3 separate regions of the Mus musculus genome follow, and all the other regions are linked to region 3. Evidence: chromatin contacts called from public promoter capture Hi-C data. All regions are on one chromosome and are shown on one strand. The core of a region is the stretch at or near the end of the contact, and the rest is flanking DNA. Distances in the headings are between cores, read along the strand shown.

Region 1 (2,700 bases), core at 195-2,694, 2.7 Mb after region 3:
TGTTGGTGTATCTGCCCTATCTTCCTTAAAAAGTAAACTGTCCAACCTGGCATCCATGAGTCTCCACAAAATAAACATCATCAACTTAAACTCTTGGTTATCCTCTTTATTACAATATCCACATTTTGGCATAGCAGAAAAATTATCTCACTGAGGGGCAGCAGAGATGGTTCAGTGGTTAAGAGCACTGGCTGCTCTTCCAAAGGTCCCAGGTATGATTCCCAGCACCCATATTGTAGCTCAAAACCATTTGTAACTCCAGTTTCAGGGAATCTGACTCTCCTGGCTCCTGTGGGCACCAGGCACATACATCACTGGTGCACAGTCATACATACAGACAAAGCACCCACACACATAAAATAACAAATTAAAAATTTTCTCATTGGTGTCTTTTATTTTAGATACACCTTTCACATACTTTCATACTTCGTCAGTATTATATCCACAAGCATGCACCCATGCTCCAATAAAGCCGCTATAAAGACAAAGAACACTTTAAAAATTATCTTTGTAAGTGGGCTGGAGAGATGGCTCAGCGGCTAAGAGTACTGACTGGCTGGGCGGTGGTGGCGCACGCCTTTAATCCCAGCACTTGGGAGGCAGAGGCAGGTGGATTTCTGAGTTCGAGGCCAGCCTTGTCTACAAAATGAGTTCCAGGGAAGCCAGGGCTATACAGAGAAACCCTGTCTCGAGAATAAAACAACTGCTTGTGTAGTTCACATTTCCGGGGATCTACACCTCCCTACGGTTAAGGACCTTAAACGGGCAGTCAAGATGACTGGATTCCAAATGCCAACTACGCCACTTAGTGCCGAATTACAACACCCTTACCTATTCCCTTAACCTTTTTTTTATTTTTTATTTTTAAAATAAAATCTGGTTAAGTAACACCTTTCCAGCAAGAGTAATCCCATCTAGGCACCGGATCCCCTGACAGGTCTTCAAAATTGACCCACCCTAGGTCACTCTTCCTCTGACTGCATCTCCAAAACTCTGGTCCTGTCTGATTTGTTACTTCAGCACCTGCGATCTTCGAAATCACAGCTCGGACAAAAAGTGCCTCAATGACTCCACAACTGATCTGAAAGCGGTTTCAGAAAAGTAATGCATTCTCTTCGGACAGAAGCTGGTCTTACTCCTGCTGCTGCAACTCCACCTCACGAGCACTCAATGAACCATCTCCGAAGAGTGTCCCTAAGGTTGCAGCCTGCGGTCCCTCCCGCCCAGGTTCCCTCCTTCCCAATACCGAAGGGTTTGCTAAGTCGCAGGCAAGCCCTCCTCACCCAGCAACTCGAGGTTCATCCCTGCAGACGCTGGCCGCCTGGTCTCCGCACCGGCAACAGTTCCTTCTCCCCCACCCGCTCAGAAGCCCCGCGTCTAAGTGGGGGGCGCCGCGAAGAGCCTGGCGCAAGCTCCGGAGACTTTCGGACTTAGAAGGCCCCGCGGCTTCCGCTTTCCTCCCCCGCCTTCCTTGTTCGTTTTACGTAGCTGTCCACATTTCTCCCTAATTAAAAAAAATATTAAACGCTCTTGTAATCAAACAACTATAATATTATCGAGGGAGAAAAAAATGTCATAGTCAGTCGGAACTCCAAAAAGTACAAGAATGTAAAGCTTTTCTCTCCGGGACCACGTAAGTGAGCAAGAAATTTCAGGCATATCACTAACCCACTAATACTCACAATGCCGTGTGTTCCTTGGGTTGTCCCGGCGGCTGCCTGAGACTCCGCAAGAAAGGTTCCGGGCGATTCTTTCTACCGCAGGAAAGCGGGAAAGGTCGGCCCCTAGTGCAAGAGTGTTGGAGCTCTTTGGCGTGGTCAGAGCGCGTGCTGGCTTGGCTCACCTTACTATGAGTACTATAATTACTATGTGTCTGACTTAGTTTCGTGAAGATTATTTCACGTCTCTAAAACTATGCTATGCATCACATAAAACGGCACGATAGTATTTGTTAGGCCCTTTCCTGCGGTATTACTGTGTACACAACATCGATTAGGGCACAGGAACATTGTCAAGAGAGATGGACTGAGTGTCCCACAGTTCTGTCAGACTTGATGTACACAGAGCAATCAGAGAAGACCAGCTAATGGTAAATAATGGGCGTGGGGTGGGAAGTGTTTATCCAATGTGGTGGGCAAGTCACCCCTGTGTAGCTATAATGACAGTAATCTAGAGGTCCTCCTAACTGACTTCACCGTTATGGGTATTTAACCCTTTCCTTGTGCGTAAAATGACAGTGATAATAATACTACTTAGAGAATTACGAGGATTAAATGAGTTAAGCATATAAAGTGCATAAAAAAATCAGGTGACAGCAAGTATAAGCCATTATTTACCAGTTACTATCTCCTAAATATGTCTTTCATGTAGCCATTTAACCCAAAAACAGTAATTGAGGCTCAGAGATATTGGACAATTTTCACTCCCTTTCGTGTCCAATATTTCCGAAATGCTATCCAAATACTATAGAACCAGAAATAATTTGTAGAAATATTTCTGCACTTCTCACAGTGATTTATTATCAGGTCTCTTTGGCTGTACCCACTGGCTTAGTGAAACAGAAAAAAAAATACATTGTTTCACTTATGAAGTAATAATGATGAACTTTTCACGTGTATATGGGTTTATTTTCTGTAGGCAGACTGTTGGTGTCCCTGGCCATGTTTTTTTCTAATGGAACATGCATTTTGTAAAATTTTC
Region 2 (2,700 bases), core at 158-2,657, 2.1 Mb after region 3:
TATAAGAATGCATCTGTAGCCGGGTGTGGTGGCGCACGCCTTTTAATAATCCCAGCACTCCGGAGGCAGAGGCAGGCAGATTTCTGAGTTCAAGGCCAGCCTGGTCTACAAAGTGAGTTCCAAGACAGCCAGGGCTACACCCTGTCTCAAAAAACATCTCTTTCTGGGATCCACATCTTAACACAAATTCTTGTCCAGAAAATAACGACCAGGGAGTAAGCTGGCTCATTGACATGTCAAAAAAAAGAAAAGTAGTCAAAGGATCAGGAAGGGTTAGCTTGTAGGGAAATGAGAAGACTAGAGATGGGATATGGAAGTTGTCTTTTTTTTTTTTTTTTTTTTTAATAGAACAGCAGACACCTTTATTACACTACGCATGAGGCTCATTTGCCTTTCCGGGCTTTGATCTTCCGCAGATAGAACTCCAGCTCCTTGCCTTCGAGCACATAGCCGTCTGCTCTGCCACACTGGCCTGGTCGTGAGGCAATACAGGCGAGAAGCTTGCCCTGCTGGAGCTGCTCCTCCAGGAGGCTGCTGATTTTGGCATTCTTTTTCCTTTCCTCATATTTCTTTTGAATTTTCTTTGATCGTTTTTTGTTTAAAATCTCTTCCTCCTCAGGAGTCAGCTTGGCCCCCTTCTTGCGGCCCAGGGGCAGTGCATAGTGGGACTCGTACCACTGTCGGTACAGCGTGCTGTCAATAAGCACGATGCAGTTCTTCACTAGGGTCTTGGTGCGGACAAGCTCGTTGTTGGATGCATTGTAGACAACATCAATGATCCTTGTTTTGCGAGTACAACACTCAGCGCCCCAGGAAAAGTTCCCCACATCCAATCTCAGGGCACGGTACTTCTTATTGCCTCCTCGAATTTGGACTGTGTGTATGCGGCGAGGGCCAATCTTCGTGTTGGCAGCGGGCCGTCCCAGCTCATACTTTCGCTTCTTGTGGCAGGGTTTTCGCTTAACCCCCCCCCCCCCCCCCCCCGGTCTTGCGGCGCTTTTTTTCGATCGAGACAGGGTTTCTCTGTATAGCTCTGGCTGTCCTGGAACTCACTTTGTAGACCAGGCTGGCCTCGAACTCAGAAATCCGCCTGCCTCTGCCTCCCAAGTGCTGGGATCAAAAGCGTGCGCCACCACGACCAGCCTCTATTTTCTTTCAAAACCTCTTTATGCAAGCAAGGTATGCTGTGGCAAGCCTTAAATCTCAGCACTCGGGAGGCAGTCTGGTTTACATAGTGAATTCCAGGACAGCTAGAGCTACACAGAGAATCCCTGACTCAATAGTAAAATAAAATAGAAAACTATCTCTGTCTGACCTCGGAGGTCCGGAGGCTCTCTTCCCGGACTAGTGTGTACTCAATGGTAGATTCTTCAGCCTTTCTAGCTCTCTAGTCCTCCAGGGTCCGCTCTATGGTTCCCCCGGCCTCCCCGGAAGCTCTTGCGAACGCTGGGTTTGAGAGGCCGGAAGTGGTGCTGCCGTTGCTCGCAGTTTCAAAATGCAGTGCAGGCCTTAGGGTCTCCGGCTGCCACCCCTCCCCCAGCTAGGAGGGGGAGCGACTCATGGAGCGGCCGTAAGGTGTGGTGTTGGGGTCTGGCCCGCGGGGGGCCGGGGGAGCGGACAGAAGGTCCGGAGGCTTCGGAGCTAGGAACCGGGCGGGAGGAGCCTGGGGCGCGGAGGGCGGCGTGGGCCGCGGGGCCGTGGAAGGGGCTGTGGGGGAAGGGTGGCGCTTCGACCCCGGGGTGGAGGAAAATGGAGTGTGGTGAAACGGAGTCCACAGTTAACAGACTGAAAGCGAAGTGAAGGGGTTGATCTTTTATTTGCTCTTCCACTTTGCGGGGTGGGTGAGGCACTTTGAAGGAAAGGAGTCGTAGAGAGAGACCTGGAGAGTGTCATTGGCGTGACTTAAGATTTAAATAATTTCTAGGGCTGCAAATTGTCTGCTTTAGTGTGTGAAAGATACTTGTTTGCGGTCTTCATACGGACCTGGGGCATTTAAAAAATTAAAAAAATATTCTTCACGAATATGTTGTGTTATTATTATTGAGACAGAATCTCATTATTATTATTATTATTATTATTATTATTATTATGACAGAATCTCACTGTGGCCGGCCCTGGCTAACCCGGAGCTTGCTGTATAGACTAGGCTGACCTCAAATTCACAGTCATCTGCCCCTGCCTCCAAAACAGCCTGCTCCTCTACCTCACCGGGACCACGAATATGAACTTTAATTAGCACACCACCCAACGATGCTTGTACATCCCCAGATTTTGACACCACTCTTATTATGACACATCTGGATAAAACAATGCCTGTCTTGTCCTACTCAAGAAAGGTCTTTGTGGATTAGGAACCTCTACCTAATGACAGGCACGACATGTGTCAAAGATATTTGAAACGTTTAATAATGCTGTCAGTTGCTGCATATCCAAGTTTAGTCTCCTCCTTCATACATTTCTGCTAGGAAAAAAGTTTGTTTAGGTCCAAAGTATTACTTTCAGTATTCTTTTACTGTACTGGTCAAGACCACAAACAACTCCTGTTTCGTTTTTTTTAATTAGCTATTTTCTTTATTTACCTTTCCTAGTTTCCTCTCCGAAAATCCCCTATCCTCTCTCCCTCCCTCTGCTCACTAGTCCACCCACTCCCGCTTCCTGGCCCTGGCATTCCCCTATACTGGGGCAAAGAACCTTCACAGG
Region 3 (2,700 bases), core at 112-2,611:
GGGCTTCAGGGTCGGGCAACAATACAATACAGGCAAGTGGTGGTACCGAAGCTGGTGGTCTCACATCTTTGCGGACCTGCACATCAGCATCTTTAGCCTATATCTGGCGAATTCACAGTCCTTGGAAAACCCATCTTTGGGAACGGGCCTAGGTTCTGGGGGGGGGGGGGGAACTATGTCCCCGTCCCAAGCCTTACTTGGTCCCATAAGCCCAGTCTTGCCTAGCTTGGAAATACAGGCTGCAGCCATTACTGCAGCTCAGCTCACGCCCAGGGAGCTCATCTTCCTCTTTTTTAAAGAGAAAATTTAACTCCTTCTTCACCACTCCTCTGGCACAGACATACAACTGCAATCACCCCCCTCTCTCCTCCGCCTCCCCCAGTGCTGAGTCTCCAAAGCTGCTCTCTCCCCTGTCCCCAGGTGGATGGCGCCCCTCCAGCTCATCCTCTCGGGTCCTCGGTACCTACTCTTGCAACTTCTGAGCCAAGTGGAGTCTCCCAACTCCCTTTATGGTGCCATGCTTTCGGGACCCCAACGCTAAGGCAGGCCCGGGACAGGTTCCGGGGAGGAGTCTGGACTAGAGCCAGGACCTCAGCTGACTCCTCTGCCTCTAGGGATACCTTCCCCCCGCCCCAAAGGGCCGCGGCTTCCGCGTCCAGCAAGGGTAGGCAGAGCCCTCGGGGTGGGGCTGGGCTGCTAGGGCACCCTGGCAACACGCTCCGGCCGCGCGTCCCGTGACCCTCCACGCGCGGAGCGGGATTGTCCGGGCACTTTCGCCCCGTCATGCCTCTTTGCGCCCGCCTCGGGGGCCTGTCAGCCTGCGGCGGGTTCCCGGTGCGTGGAGACATCTCCGTGCCGCCAGCTCCGGAACGCAAGCTCGGTTCCCCTGGTCCTCGCTACCCCGCCCCCAGCCCTGCCATCCTAGCCCAGGCCAGAGAACGGGTGGCACGCCAGTCGGTCCCCCAAGAACCGTGCTAGGCCCTAAGTGCCCGGAGCCGGCTCCTCCCTGCCCGGAACCCGGCGGTGCCGGGCCACGCCAGGCGCCGACCCCAGCTGCCTAGGGCGCGGCGCCGGCGACACATCTGCCCGCATACCGCGATCACGTTGACGAAGGTGGTCTTGCCCGAGTACTGCAGCCCCACCAGCGTGAGCTCCATTTCCTCCTTCCAGAACAGGGCCTTGAACCAGTCCAGCAGCTTGTTGAACAAAGCGATCATGGTCGCTGCCACCGGCCGCGCCCGGTGCCGGGTCCCCGCCGCCTTCGGTGCCCTCGCGCTGCGGCCCGGAGCGGCCCCTCCCCGGTGCGGCCGGGTCCCGCGGCTCGGTGCGGGCGGAGGCTGGAGCGCGGCGGCCGACGACGCGCTGCCCGAGGATCCGCTCGCCGATGGGTGTGGCCACGGCGCCTCCACCTCCTCCTCCGCCGCCGCCGCCCTCCCGCGGGCCGGGCCGCGTCCTGCTCGCACCCGAGCGCGCTCCAGTCTCGCGCGCGGCCTAGGCCAGCGCCCGCGGGCGGGGCGGCGGGGACCCGCGGCGGCCGGGAGGAGCGTGATGGCGCGCTTGCGGAGAAAGCTGTAATTTTATTTTTTCTGCTGCCCTCGTTTGCCCCGCCCTGACTGCACCGCTTTCTGGCTTGAACGGTGGTCGGTCCTGGGCGGGTGGTGTCCCGATTAAGCTAGGGTATTTCCAGGCCGAAGAACCGTGACATGAAGATCTCCAAGAAACGGTTTTGTTCCCTGAACCTTTGCCTCTGAGCATCTCTGGGTACCGAATTCCATCCCCCGAAATGCCATAGAGAGTAACAGCCGGATTTAGAGCCCTTAATACTCCATCTTGTTTTGTTAACCACAGTTTGCCAGGCTACTTGTCTGGGAAGCCCAAAGTGAGATCGACATTTGAACTTGATGCTTGTCTTCACTATAAAGAGACGGGCAAAATCAGGGCAAGGGATTCCCTGTGAGGAACGGCGGTAGCAAAGGAAAAAATGTATGCTATTTTGATACAAAGTTTTTGATAGTGGGTGGTGGAGAGTCTGCCAAGAAGTCCCCATCCTCCCTTGCAGGAGATAACAGCTCAGTCAACCGGCTGTGCCTTCCTGGTCTCAGGATTCCTAGGCAGCTGGGCTCTCTTTGGGGGTCGGTTTTCACCTGGAGGCTGTGATGAACTGTTAACATCAACTGTATGGATTAAACCTATTAAAGAACCAGACAGCCCTCAACATCTGGATCAGCCTATTCTGATTTACTAACATCTGTCTAATAAGTTCTTCTCTTCCTCCGTAGGTACATGCTATAGTCTGACATGTTTAAATTAAAGTTTAAGTTATCATACAAAGTAATAGATTTTCATTGCTTTACATTTCTGTGTCTTTCCCCCAGATTCATATATTGAAATCCCACTCCTCAAAGTGATGACCATATAAGGCGACTAGGTTATGAGGGGGGAGGCCTCCTAGCTAAGATTAGTGCCCTTATATAAGGAGAGAACAACAGAGGTGCCCAGAGCCTATACTCCTCCCATCTTGAGGCTACAAAGAGAAGGCTGTAATCTATTAGCCAAAAAGTGACTCCTAACCAGACCCTGAATCTACCCGTACCATGACAGATCACTTTCCCATTTTTCAAGCCATGAGCAACAACTTTCTGTTGTTTATAAGTTGTGGGGTGTGGGGTGCTTTGTTACAGCACCCTGAACAAGGTAGTG

What was found. Promoter capture Hi-C pulls out the DNA fragments that hold promoters and counts their contacts. Capture Hi-C pulls out chosen DNA fragments and counts their contacts.
Region 1: a promoter capture Hi-C map of erythroid cells shows a contact between it and region 3, with 24 times the contacts expected there. The contact joins the promoter of Rbbp5 here to the promoter of Arl8a in region 3. A contact is called at or near these places in 2 of 39 promoter capture datasets (erythroid cells and pre-B cells).
Region 2: a contact with region 3 is called in a promoter capture Hi-C map of liver, with 2.7 times the contacts expected there. The contact joins the promoter of Mdm4 here to the promoter of Arl8a in region 3.

Annotation. Positions count from the first base shown.
Region 1 is chr1:132,476,111-132,478,810 of GRCm38.p6, reverse strand. Rbbp5 (retinoblastoma binding protein 5, histone lysine methyltransferase complex subunit) reads right to left here and starts at 1,444. Exons shown (of 14, transcript NM_172517.2): 1 at 1,284-1,444. The coding sequence starts at 1,302. It overlaps 6030442K20Rik (RIKEN cDNA 6030442K20 gene), which reads left to right and starts at 1,747. Exons shown (of 2, transcript NR_165177.1): 1 at 1,747-2,089.
Region 2 is chr1:133,024,123-133,026,822 of GRCm38.p6, reverse strand. It overlaps Mdm4 (transformed mouse 3T3 cell double minute 4), which reads left to right and starts at 1,407. Exons shown (of 11, transcript NM_001302801.1): 1 at 1,407-1,575. Gm41953 (a long non-coding RNA gene) reads right to left here and starts at 90. Exons shown (of 3, transcript XR_878532.1): 1 at 1-90. It also overlaps the pseudogene Gm29257.
Region 3 is chr1:135,145,495-135,148,194 of GRCm38.p6, reverse strand. It overlaps Arl8a (ADP-ribosylation factor-like 8A), which reads right to left and starts at 1,361. Exons shown (of 7, transcript NM_026823.2): 1 at 1,095-1,361. The coding sequence starts at 1,217.